Regions from separate parts of the Mus musculus genome. Here region 2 is linked to region 1. The links are chromatin contacts, called in public HiChIP or PLAC-seq maps. All regions are on one chromosome and are shown on one strand. The core of a region is the stretch at or near the end of the contact, and the rest is flanking DNA. Distances in the headings are between cores, read along the strand shown.

Region 1 (5,049 bases), core at 976-3,475:
CCTAAAGACAGACACATTTCAACCGACATAAGAGAAAGCTAGCTTTTTACCATTCTTCCCAATCTGGAGCTGTTTCGGCAGCATCTGACACTAGAAACAGACAACACAGCTACTGCAGGCTCACCAGGCTCCTCAGAGCACTCATCTCAGCCAGCCACAGTATAACTGTGTCTATGATGTTTCAGTCCATCCCGCCTCCCAAAGCAAAGGTAGGGTCATTCCTGTCTTGCTGTGGGTTGCCCGGTGCTGTTTGTATTCTGATGTTAATTCTTTTTTGAGAGGGAAGATCTCCCCCCCCCCCCCCGACCCCCGAGGAAGGGGAGATCATGTGAACCTTCTCCCCATTCTAGGTGGTCAAATAAAGGCCAGAGCCTGTGATTGGGCAGTGGAAGGAAAAGGTGAGGCTGGAGGTTTTAGAGAGTCAGAGAGGAAGGAGATGGAGGAAGACAGAGGAAGAGGAGGTGGAAGGAAGATGAAGCAGAACCACATGGCCTGGAGAAGCCTCGAGTACGAAGGGATCTCATAGCTGGGGAATAGAGCAGTGTAGTGATAAGTCTGCCCAGCCTAGGCATGCAGCTTGTAAATATTGTAACTGAGTTGTGTGCTTTTTGCACAGGCTTATTGGGGTTGGAGACTTACTGCAACACTGTCTTCTGTTCCCAGGGTGGAGGGCCCACAACGGGGGCTTCAAACGGTACTTGTTTGTAGCACCCAGGTAGGTAGAGTACTTTAAGAGTCCTGGACACACTACACCAGAGAGTAGTGTGAGTCCTTGAAAGAGCCACCTCTTAGAATGGAAGTCAAATCCTGCCAGCAGCAGCCAGCAGCAGCCAGCAGCAGCCAGCAGCAGCCCAAGCTTCCTGAGTGATACGTGAGAGATCACTCGGTTCTCAGTGACCCTGGAAGAAGAGAGCTGGGAATGCCATCTCCTGCCCCACTTCAAAGTACCAAAGACGAAGGCATCTTTTCTGACTTGCAGGCAGCTCAATGCCTGGAGGTGAGGACCTGAAATTTAATCACTCCTCAGGCTCAGCAGCTGCCAAAAGTTACTGACTGACATGTCCCAGAGCTCAACCAACAGTGTGGCTCTCACTGAAACAGTCCTTCTCTTTCAAGGTTTCATCTCTGGTGTTTCCGAGGAACAGGGCATTGAAATCAGGGGATCGGTGTAAGAATGAAAACACGAGGTAGCAATTCAACGAGAATGCTCGCTCTTACATAATCCGCGGCCAAGACAGGTTTCTATAAGAAGTTGCAATGCTTTACTGGAAAGTGGGATCTTCAGATACAGAGCAGGGACACTGAATGTGCCACACCCAGACTCTTCTGGGTGTTTCAGGAGGGTGGGCAACATGGAAGCAATTCCCAGCTGCAGCTATAGGACAGGAAAATAAAACCCCTGCCTCCAAGGTCTGAGCCTCCCCTGCCTCCCCACACAGGAACTTTCAAGTGCTTGGGGTGTGGGTGGGGAAGTAGTGAATCCCAAGGCCACCAAGGTCCCCAGGATCTCAGCAAAGGAAACCAGCCTTCCTCGGACATTCATGACTCAGTTTCAAATCAGACAGTTTGAAATAGCCGAGTCAGTGGGAAATCAATCATTTGTCTTAGGGGGCAGCATGGGCCTGCCTTGGAGAGGCTGGAACCTTCCTAGCATTCTATTTAGTAAAAGGCAATGGGCAATCACCACTGACATCTTCACTAGCAACATCTGTAGCATACTTCTCACATACTCTTCCAGTCTCTGGGAACCATGCACAGTGGTTTGCAGGGGTTGGAAATGGCCTCCCTGCACAGCGGCTCTTTACACATCAATATCTTAGTTCAGTGTATTGACTGCTCTCCATTGATTACCCAAAGGCCCCCTGCCAGGTGCTGCAGTCTGTGCAGATGCGGCCCTGGGGGGGAAACCAAGGCGGGCCTCAGCCCGGTGCTGGAGGCAGGGCAGGTCATACAGGAAGAGTGGCAACTGTGCACGTGTGCACGGCTATAAACGCGGAGGGTGTGAATGGGGGAGGGGGTGAAAACCACAGGACTCAGCCTGGTGTTCAGATGAGGTTAGTCCCCTGGGCCAGAATGGGGTCTGAGCACACAGGGCTGACAGATGGGAATGGTGGGCACTGAGGAGAAGCAGGGCCTCTCCAGGGCGGGGGTCAGAACAAAGGCTCAGAGCAGAAGAGCCCAGGAGTGGCTTGAGGCTGGGAGAAGAGGGGCCTAGGACACAAAAGGTATTCAGGCTTCCATTCTGCTGTTGCTTAATTAAGCCAAAGGGCAGGGCCATGGAGGCTGTGTGTGTGTGTGCTGAAGCAGCTGCTCCGGGGCTCATCAGCCCCTTCCCCCTCTTCCCTCTCCACCCTCTCCACCCTCTCCTCCAATGCAGACCTCAGAAAGCAAAGGAGTGCCTCTCTGTGGCGTGTGGGGGTGTGGGGTGGGGTCAGGTGCCTATGTGCAGGTCCCTGCCTGGGGTTTCATGTCCATAACACTACTGAGGGTCCCCCTGCACCCGAGGGACAGAGTGTGCTCCTCTGTTGGAGGGAAACTTGTGAGTGGGCAGGGCTCCAACTTGTCCAGAGGAGGGGATGAACCAGGAGTCACAGTCTAGAGCACTGCTGGCAGAGCATCTTCCCACTAAGGCACAGCTCTGTTGCACAGATACGCTGAGTCAGCCTGAGGTGTGGAACTGTGACCATGAAGGCAAAGGTAAGGAAACAGAAAGCCCCAGGACAGCCCCATCTCAGGTCTCCAGAAGCATGGCCCATTTCTCTGCCCCTCAGTTTCACTTGGGGAGGGAGGGAGTCACTTAAGGCTTAGCATTTTTATTCTCCATTGAATCTGGGAGAGAAGAAGACAGCCACAAGGGTCTGGGTGGGGTCTGAATAACACAGAGGTCTGCAAAGTAAAAATTATTTCCATCTCAATTAATTTTCTTGATTTACTTACAAAACTTGATTTTATTTTCTCCTGCTTAAATCCTTTCTGTCTCTGTGCAGGGCACTGGGTGTGCTTGCCTAGTGCTTTTTCATGGGGACTATCTATCTGGCTTTGCTCCTGGACATCTGATATATCTGGCTTCAGTATATTTCAGGGCCTATACAAGAGTATTCTGTGGGTGCTTCTTTATGTAACGTCATTTTGCTTCACTGTCTTTGAGGGGAGAAAAAAGGAAAATGACGGCACTCTTTAACTATATTTAAAAGAACAAAACAAAAACAAGAATAACAGGCTTCCAGCTATCCTCAGCAGATTTCTGTTCCCGTATAGTTGGTGCGACAGTCGCCCTACACACAGGTTTTGTGTAAACTTTTCTAACCGATCTGCTATGCTATGTCACAAGTCACATTGTATTCTTCAAACAATGTGTCCTGGAGTTTTAGACAGTCACCTTTACTTACTAGTGTGATTATAATAATTAAGTACCTGTATGTATGGACACATACAACCTTACATCCAGATACTTAATTCTGCTGGTTGTTATACAAGATTTGCTAAAACAAATCTTGTGGGTTCAGAATGTACTTATGTTGGTAGAATATTTATTTATATAGAGTCTTGGTGGGGAGGGAGGTTCTTTCTTTCTTTCTTTATTTGTTTATTTATTTTTGTTCAACTTGAGACACAAGCTAGAGTCTTCCAGGAAGAGAAAATCTCAGCTGAGAAAATGCCTTCCTCGGGTTGGCCCGTAAAAAAGTCTGTAGGTCATTTCTTTGATTTATGATTGATGTGAGACGACCTAGCCTACTGTGTGTGGTGCTGCTATCCCTGGGTCCTGGATCGAAAAGAAAGCCAGCCTGGCAGGAAAAGGAGCAAGCCAGTAACCAGTGCCCCTCCATGGCTTCTGCTTTAGCTGCTGCCTCCAGGTTCCTGCTTGAGTTTCTGCCCTGGCTTCCCTTCATAATAAATTGTGATGTTGAAGTGTAAGCTAAATAAACCTTTTTCCCCCTAAGCTACTTTCGGTTATGCTGTTTTAACACAGCAATAAACTAAGAGTAAACGGAGGCACTGAACACACACAAAGCCCTGGTTTCAATGTCTAGTACGATGTTCCAGTCATTCTGGTGCATACATGAAAGCCAACACATTTGGGAGGCAGAGACAGGAGGAGCAGAGTTCAAGGTGAGCCTGGGCCATGTAACATTGTCTCAAAAGAAAATCTTTAAAGACTGCCTGCTCTTTTGTGTTTGTATAAATGACCCACCCACCACACTCCCATTATGATTGCCAGTAATTTTCCTAAGCAGAAACTGGACACTTAGGGCATCAGAGTATAAGTGAGGAATGAAGGAAAAAAAGAAAGAAGGGAGGAAGGGAGGGAGGGAGGGAGGGAGGGAGGGCCGGCCAGAAAGAGGGAGGGAGGGAGGGAGGGCCGGCCAGAAAGAGGGAGGGAGCAAGGGAGGGAAGGAGGGAGAGAAAGACAGAGGTAGAGACAGAGACACAGAGAGAGACAGAGACAGACAGAGAGAGACAGAGAAAGGCACACACACACAGGGAGAGAGACAGAGAGTCAGAGACAGAGAGACAGACAGAGAGACAGACAGAGAGACAGAGAGGGAACAGAATGAAGATCACTGCTACAGGGTTCTCACTGTGAACAGGCACAGTCGCTCCCAGACCTACACTGAGAGCACCATGTAGCCACCCCTCTGCTTTTCTCAAGCTTCTGCCTTGAGCCCCGAGGAGACTCCTTTTCTCTGGTCTCCTCCTTTCTCCCGGGCCAATCCCAGGCTCTTATTTGCTCCAAGTCCTCATACTCCTCACCTGCTACCCTGAGCTCCTTTGGCATCTTTGGAGTCAATTGTCTCTATCAGGCACACAACACTGGAGTCCTTCACAAACGCTGGTGCCACCTTCATAAGAAACCAAGTTTAGCAAGTCTTGGCTGGCTTGGAATATTCTCCTGTTAGAAGATATAAGTCTTGTGGTCTCGCTCCATGCTTTACAATTCTCAGGCCTTAATGTTCCCTGCGTCTCCTGAGGTGTTCACATCTCAGGATCAGCTCCATGTGCCCAGGGGCTTAGGACAGAACCCACACTCAGTGAACCTAACACCCAGGG
Region 2 (5,516 bases), core at 369-2,868, 170 kb before region 1:
GCTGCTCAGAACCCCTCTTGGCTTTAGGGGTACAGCGGGAGGAGGGATTGCAGGGTATCACAGTTTTCCATTTGCACTGGGAGCTTTCCAGGGCACTGATAACCTTCAATCCAGCAGTTTGGCATAGCTCCAGGGTATATCCTAAGACACTTTCATCTTCGTGTGGCTGTGAAGGCAGCACAAAGGCGGGATGGTGTTCACTCAGGATCTGGGCAGACACAGAGAAAATCATGAACTCTTCTTTCTAGATCAGTGCCGCATCCCCAGAGCCCCAGCAGCCAGCATGCTACTCTGGAGGGCGTGTGCTGTGAAGAAAATGAAGGAATGCAAAGCGAGGTGGCATTCTCTTCACCTGGCAGAGATACTGTCACCAGAAGTGTGCCTGTAGTTGTCATATGTCAGCGGACCACCCTCAAGCTAAAGGCAAGAGTGATGTGTGTGATGTTTGAGAGCTCTATGCTGGTCTCAGTGGCTTGGAGTCCACTGTTGCATTGTGAGTAGTCATACTTTCTAGAGAACAATGTAGGTGACTAAATGCTGTACATCTAACCATGGCTCCATCAAAAAGTTGGGGACTGCGTGGCAACTGCTGTGACAAGGACCCTTTTTAAAGGCTAATAAAATAAAATAAAATGAGGCCTTCAAAAGCAAGGTTTGGGAGCCAGAGAGAGCTTAGCTTAGCTGTTAAGAGCACTAGCTCTTATTTCAGAAGACCCTGGCTTGAGTCCAGACATAGGTGTGGCAAGGCTCACATTCTCTACTGACCAAGCACTGACAGCTTTGAGGGTTCCTGTAACCCCAGAGGTGTCCCTCATGTGGCTTCTCAGGTTTCAGTGGCTCTGGTGGTGGCTTTCACACAGCTCATGGCTGTCAGTTGCTCTGATAATGTCTTCCATATATACCATCAATGGTGTTTCCCACATCACTTTGGAAGTTTCCAGTGGCTCTTCCAGCATCCTTGACTGTGCCGAATATAGAAGAAACACATTCTCCTCATAGAGCCACAGATCCCAAGATCAAGTGGTCAGAGTTCAGGGGATTTTCCATTTGATAGCAAGGGGGTCAAACAGCAGGTATGTCTAGAGCGCACCGCAAGTCTCATTCCAGATGGTGACTCTTCAGATGAAACAAGTGAGGACCGAGGGCGCCGTTTCCACTATGTTCACTCTAGTGCCACGGACTCCCTCACACTAGCTGTCAGGCACTCCTCGAATTATGCAGTTCTTGTAACAATTGACAGTGATGTGGTCTTTTAGTGACCCCCGTCTGTATACCGATGGGCGCCAGGCAGTGTGGCAGCTGGCAGGGCTCTTTCCAAACGCTACTTACTAGCTTCTTACCTTCTTAGCTAGAGTTTATGCAACTCAAATTCATATGCTTTCCCTCAGTCTCCCACCCACGCCTTTCCCAGTTTTCTCAAACCCACCTCCACTCTCAGCCTCCATCTTCCTTTATAACCCGGTGAACTTTGCCAGCCCTCCTGAGGAGCAAGAAGCCGCGCACCTCTCCCCTTCCTCTCCTCCCCCTGGTGGGCGGAGCAGCTCTGCTTCAGCTCCTGTTGCTATGACTCTGTTGCTAGGATCAGGCTGTCTCCATCCCCGGCAGGAAACATGTAATGAATTATGGATGGCTGATTCTCTCGGAGAGACCTGATCTGTAATGCAGATGAGCTCAAAGCACCCCCTTTTCTTCTGGTTTCTTAAGAAAAAAAAATCAGTTTTAAATCTGACGGAGCGCTGTCCAAGCCCCAGTTGCCCCTGGCAGTGGCTTCTGCTGAGATGGGTGCTGATTTTCATGCAAAGGGCCTGGGCCAAGCTCTGCTATTTGTGCTGAGGGCCTTGCAGGATTTTCTCTGGTCCTGTGACCCTGTGGGGCATGCTCGCTTTTCTCTCTCTTTTTGTGCTGAGAGGAGAAATGGAATATAAACACTAACATGACATTTTATACAAACACTAGACATGACATTTTCTAAGTGCATGGCCTCCTCCTGTGGGCACAGTGCAAGCACTGAAGGCCAGGTCTCAGGTTCATCCATTCTCTCTCTCTCTCTCTCTCTCTCTCTCTCTCTCTCTCTCTCCCTCATTTATAGCTCTCCCCGCACTCCCCCCCCCAACCCGGTTCCAGCCATCTTTGTGCACAGAAGCCCGCAACAGCGAGGGCAAGAGAGGGCCTGCATTGCAGGGTCACTGTCAGCATAGTGGCTTTGATGCTACCCCACTGCCCTGAGGTCACGGGTCAGAGGACAGAAGCTCTGTCCCCTACCCTTTCTCTTTCCAGCATCCAGAGTGTATGTCCATGAGCGTGGATGTCAGGAGGAAGTCTCAATGCCTATTGATCATTCCATGTGCCCTGTGGAGCAGCTCTGGGCTCCAGGATGGGTAGCAGTGTTGCTGTGGTACAGCTTGCTCAGAACTATTGGCAGGATTTTTGCATCGTGAAGAGGCAGCCAACACAATTTGGGAACGTCTTTGGTTTGCTCTGGAGAGATGTTCAGAGGGTAAAATGCACACAGGCGCTGGGTGTGGGATGTGAGACTGTACCTCCAGTACTGGAGTAGGAACTGGTATATCCCAGGGGCTCACTGGCCAGCCAGTCTACGAAAACAGTGACCTCTGGGATCAGTGAGAGACCATGTCTCAAAAAATAAGTTACTGGGGAAGGCAGGAGAGCCAACATCTGGGTTCCATATGTGCACATACATGCTTCCCACACCTGAGCGGATGGGGGAGAACATCAAAGCTAAAAGAGAGCTGGAGAGATGGCTCAGCAGGCAGGAGCACTGGCTGCTCTTGCAGAGGGCCTGCTTTCAATGCCCAGTAGCTGCCAACTGTCTTTAACTCCAGTTCTAGGGGATCTTCTGACCTCCGCAAGCACCAGGCACTCACAGGTGGTGCACAGACATACACGCAGGCAAAACACCAGAACACATAAAAATAAATGATTTATTTACTTAACAAACAAACTTAAAAAAAAGCCTTTTCCAGTTATCCATGTGACCAGAAATTAAATATCCAGACTGTATAAATCATTTTTAAAATTAAAACCAAACTCTCTTCCCCTTATCCAGTCAATAAGCAGGTGATTGAATTGAATAGACACTTCTCAAAATAAAAAAATATAAGTGGCTAATAAGTATACAAAAAAAAAAAAAAAACCAACCCACAAATGCTCACAGAATCAGTATCCATCAGGGTAATACAAACCAAGTGAACACAGAGATTACATCTCCTGTCTATCAGAACGGTCATTGCCATAACAACAGGACAGGATTGCACCCTTATCCACAGCTAATAAGAATGTAAAACAAGGGCTGGTGAGATGGCTCAGTGGGTAAGAGCACCCGACTGCTCTTCCGAAGGTCCGAAGTTCAAATCCCAGCAACCACATGGTGGCTCACAACCACCCGTAATGAGATCTGATGCCCTCTTCTGGTGTGTCTGAAGACAGCTATAGTGTACTTACATATAATAAATAAATAAATCTTTTAAAAAAAATGTAAAACAAAAACCCAAACTTCATACGATCCAGCTGTACCATTCATGAAAATATATACCAAAGGAACGTCTATCACAGATTGGAGATACCTGCCTAGCCATGCTCACACAGCCAAGTCATGGGCTCAGTCTAGCTCCCCATCATCAGATGAGTGGATGACGGAGGTATGGTACTGGGGCTGGGGAGATGGCTCAGTTGGTAAATGTCAGCCATGCAAGCATCAGGACCTGCTTATAGATCCCAGCACCTACATAAGAGCTGTGTGTGGGAGAGTATGTCTATAAACCCAGAGCAGGGGTGGAATGGAAGCAGGAGCATCTCTAAAGCTCCCTGGCCTGGCAGCTTAGCAGAATCAATGAGCTGCAGGGAGGGTTGGTGAGAGACTCTTTCCAAAAAGGATAGAGAATGTTTGAGGAAGACACTCAGATTTGACCTCTGACCTTTGCGTGCAGCCATACCCACCCATACATTTGCACATGCATATGGAAATGAAAATGCCTTATGATGTTACACTCAACAGAAACGGTTATACTGTTTGCAAGAAAATGGGTGGAACTGGAGATTATCTTGCTAAGCGGGGAGCCAGACTTTGACAAAAATCACATTTTTATCTCACATATGAAATCTGGATTTTACACACACACACACACACACACACACACACTCACACACACACAGAGAATCACCATGAAGCTAGAAGGGGGACCATTTAGGTAGAGGAAGGGCATAGCAGAAGTGAGGGCACAATAGTGTGCCCTGTCAAAGAGTGGGAAGTACTTGCACAATGATGTCACGCAGAAAAAGGCAATGTTATTTTGAAATCTATTCTTTGTACAGCGAGTTTACACTAGTAAAGAAAAGAACCTCACGTAGACTGAGCACAGGGAGATTTGGGACCCTCAGGAGACTGAAGACAGCCTCTTCTGCAGCCCACCCCACTGCAGCCACCAACTCAGAACAAGGAGCCACTGATACAGCATCTAGCGCACATATCACTCCCAGTCGATGTTGCTTCTGTAATTCAGACTCTTGACCAGAGACCAGGAGATTCAGGCACAGGCAGGCTCTGCCTTAGGAGGGAGGTAAGTGAGACTCACTGGCTTGGAGACCCGCAGAGGTTGAAAAACAACAAGCCAATTTGCTGAAAAGGTGCCGGGCCAGCACAGGCAGAGATGGGGTGTACTGGTTACTGCCTGCCTCACAGCAGGCCTTCTCAGCGCCCTATGCTCACAGCCATCAGGAGGAGGAAGGGGAGAGAAAGAACTTTTTTTCAGAGGCCGAGTCTTCATGCTAGGATGACGAAAAAGCACTTGAGGTGAGAATTACATTTGTTGCCCCCATCTGGGAGTGTTTATTGAACAGCAGCCGGGTCAGTGCACGGAGTCAGAGACACGAGGTCTCAAGTAATGGATTAGTGGGGCAAATCTCACAGTTTCCTTCAGAATAGCATACATTTGTTTGATTCAGTCTCTCTCTCTCTCTCTCTCTCTCTCTCTTTCTTTCTTTCTTCATTCATTTGTCTTTCTTCTTTTTTGTCAGCGATATGGAGGTTTTGTGAGTATTGGGCCCCATAATGGGCAGCCATAATTGCCTTCTAATGTGAAAAATAGCAAAACAGACAGGGAAATGCCCCAGGGCCTGGGCTTCTCTCTTGAGTCTGGGTCCAGAGAGCTTATCAGTCAGATGACAAGGACCAAGTCCCTGGTACCCAAAGCATGGTGCTGCAGGGGAGTGGAGCTGCAGGGGGGTGGAGATGCAGAGTGGTTCCCCTTTCCTGGCTGAGCAATTGAGCCAGCGTTCTCCATTCTTCTGGTATGTACACTCACTCAGCTTTCCTATGTGTGATGGGGATTGTGCGGTGGAGGACTCACCTGGGAGTGGGCAGCTCACATGGCAGCAGATAGACAGGGTGATAGTTTGAGGTGTTAGATTATCGTGAATGTGTTCAATTCGGGAACACCTAACACCAACAGGGCCTGTAGGAAAATGATATATTTTTTCAAAAGATTTTTTTTTTGCTT

The links. HiChIP or PLAC-seq counts read pairs in DNA pulled down with a chosen protein or histone mark.
Region 2: an H3K4me3 HiChIP or PLAC-seq map of embryonic midbrain shows a contact between it and region 1, with 3 times the contacts expected there. The contact joins two enhancer-like sites. A contact is called at or near these places in 3 of 484 Hi-C or Micro-C datasets (embryonic stem cells, pancreatic cancer cells and stem cell-derived motor neurons), 7 of 115 datasets of contacts at active chromatin or transcription factors (astrocytes, embryonic basal ganglia, embryonic forebrain and 4 more) and 1 of 9 other capture datasets (embryonic stem cells).

The regions. Positions count from the first base shown.
Region 1 is chr12:117,170,262-117,175,310 of GRCm38.p6, reverse strand. All of the region lies in intron 13 of Ptprn2 (protein tyrosine phosphatase, receptor type, N polypeptide 2), which reads right to left. Among named protein-coding and RNA genes, the nearest start is that of Gm10421, 22 kb to the right of the region's middle. Within about 2 kb of position 2,225, at least 48 of the 459 cell types and tissues checked have an H3K27ac peak or open chromatin away from gene starts, as enhancers often do. A contact at or near this core is called in embryonic basal ganglia, embryonic forebrain and stem cell-derived motor neurons, where this site is marked.
Region 2 is chr12:117,341,548-117,347,063 of GRCm38.p6, reverse strand. No RefSeq gene overlaps it. Among named protein-coding and RNA genes, the nearest start is that of Gm5441, 7.3 kb to the right of the region's middle. Within about 2 kb of position 1,618, at least 94 of the 459 cell types and tissues checked have an H3K27ac peak or open chromatin away from gene starts, as enhancers often do. A contact at or near this core is called in embryonic basal ganglia, embryonic forebrain and stem cell-derived motor neurons, where this site is marked.